Linked DNA regions of Zea mays: region 2 is linked to region 1. A link is a contact called in public Hi-C data. All regions are on one chromosome and are shown on one strand. The core of a region is the stretch at or near the end of the contact, and the rest is flanking DNA. Distances in the headings are between cores, read along the strand shown. Region 1 holds the start of LOC100282143 (dopamine beta-monooxygenase). Region 2 holds the start of LOC100283103.

Evidence for each region. A called contact is a pair of places that touch in the nucleus more often than the background predicts.
Region 2: a Hi-C map of endosperm shows a contact between it and region 1, with 2.8 times the contacts expected there. The contact joins the promoter of LOC100283103 here to the promoter of LOC100282143 in region 1. A contact is called at or near these places in 4 of 25 Hi-C or Micro-C datasets (ear, endosperm, root tip and 1 more).

What each region holds. Positions count from the first base shown.
Region 1 is chr2:34,909,198-34,912,862 of Zm-B73-REFERENCE-NAM-5.0, forward strand. It overlaps LOC100282143 (dopamine beta-monooxygenase), which reads right to left and starts at 1,769. Exons shown (of 4, transcript NM_001155055.2): 1 at 1,320-1,769; 2 at 755-1,154; 3 at 348-643. The coding sequence starts at 1,523.
Region 2 is chr2:35,322,597-35,326,261 of Zm-B73-REFERENCE-NAM-5.0, forward strand. It overlaps LOC100283103, which reads left to right and starts at 1,953. Exons shown (of 2, transcript NM_001156005.2): 1 at 1,953-2,980; 2 at 3,108-3,591. The coding sequence starts at 2,429. The coding sequence ends at 3,335.

The DNA.
Region 1 (3,665 bases), core at 519-3,018:
AGCCTCTGCTGTCAACAAAAATGGAACCCTCTATATTCTGGTTGCAGGCTTCTCGCTTTCACGGGGCATGTGAGTGACTCAAGACGTCCTCTCTTCTTCAGTGCTATAGTGTACTTAATCACGGTCAACCACTACAAACAAACACCCGTAAAACTACGCTGCTTTATCCAGCCTGGCCATCGCGGCAGATCTATATATTCCAATCTACAGCGTACGCATGTGCCGAGCAAACCGAAAGTGGATACCAATACAAATTATCAATGATCTGTATTCAATTTCCCCCGTGTTATCTACGAGTAACTCAGACAATTTTCTATATTTTTTTCTTTGCCTAAAAAAAAGCGTACCTGAAGAGACGCCATGGCCAAGATGGCGATGCCGAGCGCCTTGTGCACGTCCACGTTCCTGAGCCCGTCCTCGCTGAGGCGGAAGCCGAGGACGATGCCCGCGATGCCGACGGCGTAGCCAGCCACCTGGATGGCCATGTGGGTGTAGAACCAGCACGGGTCCAGCTGCCGGAAGTAGCGCGCGGTGATCATGCCGATGGGCATCAGCACGCCCCACCCCATCATGCCCAGCAGCCCGTGCTTCCTCTCCGGCGGGAACGCGGCGTCGCCGGACCCGGCGACGTTGTACGACAGCCCTGCGCACACGCACGCATTTGTCGATTCGACACACACACACACCGGGGGTGGAGAAAAAAAAATGTAAAAACCGCGTGGATTAATTCGGGGGCCGGGGGCCGGGGACGTACCGGAGGTGTAGTTGAAGGAGCGGGAGGCCATGTTCTGGTGCGCCGGCAGCCGCAGCGAGTCGGACTGCGGCAGGCTGCCGTCCGGCCCGACGGCGTAGATCAGGTACGGCTGCGGGTAGTCGGTGCTGAGCTGGAAGGCGAGGTAGAGGCGGCCGGAGCGCGAGGCGACGGCGGTCCTGTTCCTGACGAGCTTGAGGAGGCCCCTGTTGGGGGCGCACTCCTCGGGGCTCTTCCCGCCGAGGTAGTACTGCTTGACGGTGCCCCTGCCGTTGGCCGCCCACCCGACGACGGCGCTGCTCCCCACCATGGCGCCCTTGCCCGAGAAGCCGACCGCCACGTACGAGCCCCTGTCCGGCGCCGAGAGGATGAAGCTCCACTCGCTGGGCCCCGTGTTCTTGTACTGGCGACCGGCACGGACGATGCGTGGTTCGGGTCAGATCGGGGTTATTGATTGACTAAGTAGCCCACGGTGGGCAGTGAGTGCAATGGTAGTGGGATCTAGTCTAGAACGTATGTGAAAAAAGGAAGGAGATGGATCACAGAAATGCTCCAGCAGCAGGCATACCCTGAGGACGAAGTCCTGCTGCTTCCAGGCGGCGGTGCAGCGGAAGGACGTGGAGTCGAAGGGCACGAGGCTGGCGACCGCGACCTTGGCCCTGGCGCACGAGTCCGCCGCCGACTCCTGGTGGCTCAGCGCGACGCAGAACCCGAGAAGGCAGAGCAGCAGCACCAGCAGGCGCACGGAGCGCGTCCCGGAAGAAGCCGCCATTGCCCGTGCGCTGCTCGCTCCCTGTTCCTGCGCTGCCCTTCCTGCCTCGGGCTGTGTGGCCTTGCTGGATTTGGCAGGCGCCGGGACAAGATTGGTGCGTCGAAGCGAAGGGAAGGGATGGATGGCCACTGGCCAGGCGCGGGCGGGGCCGGGGCCTAGGGGACAGTTTGGCAGGCCACACGGTGGGTGAGTGCCGCCCGTTAATCGATTCGCGTAGGAGAGTATGCTGCTACTTGCTACTGCTACTGTCCTCGGAAGCGTCTGTGCGTGTGCGTGTGTGTATATATGTATCACAATGTGGAAGTGTGCTCTGGTTGGTGGTGATGCTCCGTGTTCTGTTCACCTGGAGAGCGCACATGGCGGCAATCAACGAATTGCCGGTTCTAATCGTGACGGCCTTCAACTTGGTATAGAAAACGAGGTCCTCTCGTGCTCTTTTTACCCAGACACAGTAAGTAATACAGGAGTATGCTCCCCAACTTGCTGCGGTTACCGGTACGGCACAGTAGCAAACCAAGCATGACACCTGCGTCCGGATCCAGCCAGGAAGAAGCCGTTGCGTGAGAGTGCACACTAGAACCAATCGGGATCCCATCCGGTCCAACACAACACCGCATAACATGTCGCTTGTCCCGTAGGGGGCGGACCGGCGGACCTGGCCGCAGGGCATCAAAGAGCAGCGGTGGTTCTCCGCCGAGGCTTGAGCTGCCGAACAGACGGAAAGGGGCGGAAAAGGCCGGCGGTGGGGCAGGTCCCCAGCGGTGAGAGAGAGAGGATTTGGATGGGAAAGGCTGGCCCCAGATGATTATTGCGCGCTGGAACAGCTCACGGTTTAGCTGCACGGATTAAAGGAAGATGCGGGCTCACATGCGCCCTGCCCCGGATCAATCCATTGGTTTTCCAGGGGTGCGCGTCCCTGTCTGGGCCAGCACCCGTCACCCGGTGTACACTACACACACAGTTTACTCGGAGTTGAAGGCTGACTTTGATCTACCACTAATAAGGGTTATTTGGTGAACATAGAATTGAAGGGGTCCATAGAGAGAAATCCACTCGCTATTTGAAATTCAATAGCAAGAGGATTTCTCCGCATGAATTCTCTCCAATTCAGGCCTTGTTCGGTTAATCCCGTTACTTATGGATTTGACTGGATTAGAAAAAATTGTGAAGAAATTTAACTTGCTTGGTATTTAAACCCACCCAATCCCACTCAATCCACATGGATTGAGAGCTAACCGAACAAGCCCTCGCTGGTCACCAAATTAGCTCTAAAAGATCGTTGTGCCATTAGGTCGGTTGGACATTTTTTTTACTTGTTTCTTTTTTAAAAGTTAAGTTCATAATAATAAAGATTAATTGGGCTTATATGCTCTTCCGTGCCCCTATTGATAAAAATCAAATGTCGGTTTTCAAACAATGAGTGAGAAGGTTAAGGATTAGTTGGTTCTAAGTTTCAACCAAATTGTTGAATACTTAGAAACTTTATTTTTTTCCTCTTTAACCTTATTATAAAAGCGACCTTCCACACCTACCCTTTCGCACATGAGGGTGGAAGTGGTGGATGGTAACAGTGGAAGGTGTTTTTTTTACAAAATATACGAAGCAATAAAGGATGTTAGATATGTGATCGATGATCGTGATGCACCATGTGCCCCAAAGATTCATGTGTACCTAATATGTTTTCAAGTCTACTAGGTGAGGGAAAAAACTGACAAAGCTGTAATAAAAAAAAGGCTTTCTGCATTTAACTTAGTACAACAAGAGCATGTCTCATGGACAATTGAAATATTCCTGTGATTCCTGCTAGCAGTTTCCAGAGTGTGTCTCAGCAACCTCAAAGCAAGAGTTCTGACATGAGATGAAACTATGTTATTCGTGCACACCTATGTGAGAACTTGTAACACCTGCAAATGAATGTTACAATAGGAATGACTAGATGCCTCTTTAACTGCCATCATTCTGTAAGTGTAAGCACTTTTGCAAGAGCATGTGCCATAGAAAATAACAACAATTCGAACAAGACTTGAAAATGCTTGTTGGTGGTAAAAGAGAATTTACCATTTTATTTCCATCTCACTTTTTTTTCTTAGTTTTGGGAGACAAAGGTTATAGAAACCTTTTGGGGGAGAATTTGGAAGTCAG
Region 2 (3,665 bases), core at 703-3,202, 410 kb after region 1:
TCAGAACGATCAGTGAAGGGGCGAAGTGACTGCGGTCACTTCGACCTTGCCAACTGAGGCGCGCGTGTCAGGATAAGGTGTCAGACGATCCTTACATTAAATGCACATGCGATACGGTCGGCGGTAAGGCGATTTGGCCGAGGTTGCTATACGACAAAGTTTGCCCGAGTCTAGCCTCGGACGAGCCGGGGGGGGCGCCCGCTACCCGAGGGGGCCCTCGGACGAGGCGTGAATCCGTCCGGGACCACTGTTCTTGCCCGAGGCCAGGCTCGGGCGAGACGGGATCATGTCCCTTGGTAGACGAGGTTTTAACTTTACGTTTTGCTTACCAGCCCTTACGGTCTATTTTAAAGATGTTTTTCAGCCATGCTTATGAGTATTGGGGGTACCCCTAATTACGGTTCCCGACACAATCTATCATCATCTAATAATGCTTATCTTAGCTAAAAAATCCTTCTTTAACTATCATTTATTTAACTACCAAGTTATATAATCATATGGTTTGTTGTATTTAAAGTTAAATTTATTTTGATGTTTATTTGATATTTTTGAATGATTGATAGATTAGAATTTCAAACTTTTTTTTTGGAATTTTGGATTATCAGACGAGTAAAATTATATGAGCGTGTACGAGTACATAAAGGATTCCATACACACGGACGAAAATAGGAAATCCGACAAGTAAAGTTTTTTTAGAGAGAGTATGAAATTATACCAGCCGAAGGTTATATATCCGTTGCTATCCCTCTCTACTGCTAAGGCCGCCACCTCAAGCTGTCGTTCTCTACTTCAAGGTGCCAAAATATCGTGCTGCCAGGGACAAGGTATGGCTGAGATCAAAGCACTATCCGCCATGAACACACGCTGTAGACACGAGTGGGTGGCCCGCGGCAGGTTCTGCCATTTTCAGATTTTCTTTCGAAGCAAAGCAGCATGTTCTGCCAGATGGAATGGCTATCCATCAGAAAACTATCAACCATCTATGGCCACCCCACATGTATCCCCAAAGGTTGCACATGACATGACACAGCTCCTAATTCGCGCCGTCGAGGTCTTTTCTTTTTTATGTTCCTTGTTAAGTCTGGAGATACATGTACAGAAATAAATATTGCTATAAAATTAGTTTTTTTTAAAAAAAACTTTTTTATGTGTATTTATTTGGAGACGGAGAACTGGAGGAGGGTTACCAAATACGTACATGTACATACAAAGAAGCCTGCCTATTCGCTGTGCTGCAGCAGCCAACTGGTTGGCTGCGTTCACTCGTTTAGCTACAACATCCTTTCATTAAAAACGACACTCAGCTTTTGGCCTAAAGCCAGCGAATCGATAAGCTATACGTCTTTAAGAAAAAGGAAAAAGAGCATAGAAGATGGATAAGATTTAGGGGGTGTTTGAATGCACTAAAACTAATAGTTAGTGACTAAAATTAGTTGAAACATCTAAACAACCCTAGCTAATAGTTCAGCTATTAGCTATTTTTGAAAAATTAGTTTATTAGGTAGTTATTTGTTAGCTAGCTAATTCAACTAACAATTTTTGGCCAACTAACTATTAGTTCTAGTGCATTCAAACACCCCCTTAGGTCATGTTCGGTTCAACCACAATCCATATGGATTGGGGGGATTGAGGGGGTTTTAATCCCTAGTAAATCAAAATCTCCTCCCATCCGTATCAATCCCCTCCAATCCATATGGATTGAAAATAACCGAACAAGCCCTTAGTAGATTTACTGCCCTTCGGTTCTTTTATCTCCAATTCACACCAAATCGAATCAGCTGGAAGTGTGAAGCTGAGCTGCTGCACTCACGTGTCGACACTATGGCACATCTCAAGCGTGTGTGGCACGTACGGATTTTCCCTGTGGACGGCCACGCCGTACCAGGTACACTGGCGGACCATGCATGCACATGGGCCAAAAAAAAAACCGGCCCGAAACGGAGAACCAGGTCGCTACCGCCTACCGGTACCGACTGTCCCGCTCGCGTGCTTGCAACTTGCAGTGCAACGGTGCAAGTGGGCAGTGGCCACAATTTCCTCGTCTCCACCCTCCAAAATTCCACGGAACGGAACGAACGATCACCTCGCCCATCCCCACGCGGGGGCACCCACCAGCCCCACACGTCAGCCGATCAAATCAAAATCTTGGCCCGCGCGGCAGCCGGCAGCGCCCGCGGTCCCGAAGCGCCTCTCGTCCACACAGGCACACAGCCAAGCCCCGTCCGGGGCCCTCCGCCCACACCCACCCGCGTGCCGGGGCGGAATGGCCCGGAGGCGGGCGTGATGCGCGCTGCGCGATTTATACGCGCCAACCCCGCCAGTTGCTGGCTCTGCTTTGCTCCCGTTCCCATGCTGATTTTTTTAGGCGGCTGCTGGCCTGCCTGTCTCCACTGGAAGCTCCGGATTACGTAGAAAAGGGGCGGGCGGCATGAGGATCCAGTGCGACGCGTGCGAGGCCGCGGCGGCCGCGGTGGTGTGCTGCGCCGACGAGGCGGCGCTGTGCGCGCGCTGCGACGTGGAGATCCACGCCGCCAACAAGCTCGCCAGCAAGCACCAGCGGCTCCCGCTCGGCGACGCCGCGGCGCTCCCCGCCAGCCTCCCGCGCTGCGACGTGTGCCAGGAGAGGCCGGCCTTCATCTTCTGCGTCGAGGACAGGGCGCTCCTCTGCCGCGACTGCGACGAGCCCATCCACGTCCCCGGCACGCTCTCCGGCAACCACCAGCGCTACCTCGCCACCGGCATCCGCGTCGGCTTCAGCTCCGTCTGCGGCGCCAGCGCCGAGGGCCTCCCGCCGGCGCCGCCCAAGGGAAGCTCCAAGCCCACGGCCGTCGTCAGCGCGCCAGCTGCCGGGACGACCACCAAAACAAGGACGGTCAAGGACGCGCTGCCGCAGGAGGTGCCGTCCTCGCCGTTCCTGCCACCGTCCGGTTGGGCCGTCGAGGACCTCCTCGAGCTGTCGGACTACGAATCCAGCGACAAGGCAAGGACCTAACCATCCAAAACCTTTTTTTTTGTCGGCGGTGATGATGAGATCAACCACAAGCTTTTCACGTTCTTATTCTTATCTCAGTTTTCCTTTTCCATCTGTTTTGTGTTTGCTGTTGCAGAAAGACTCGTCTCTTGGGCTCAAGGAGCTGGAGTGGTTCGAGGACATCGACCTGTTCCACGCCCATTCGCCAGCTAAAACTGCCATGGCGGAGTTCTTCGCCTCGCCGCAGCCAGTGAGTAACGCCGGGTTCTACAAGGCGAACGGGGCGCGCCTGTTCAAGAAGTCACGGATGGAGGTGCCTGACGACGACGACGAGGACTACTTCATCGTTCCTGATCTTGGCTGAGAATGAGATGAGAGATCTCTGCATGATTCTCCAGTCATGTGATGTGTGTATGTATGCAAAATATGTATGTATGCCATCATGGGGTGCACTGACGCTTACGTTGGACATATGTAATTATCCAGTCATGTGATGTGTATGTACGCAAAATATGTATGTATGCCATCATGGGATGCACTGACACTTACGTTGGACACATATGTAATTATAAAAGGCAGGGCCATGCTTTCAGCCTGATAAATGAGGTCAGTTTGATGTATGAGATGAATTCACTTGGTAAAAATGTTCTTCAGCTGGCGTACCAGTGAGATCGTTCTTGCATCAGCTGAACTT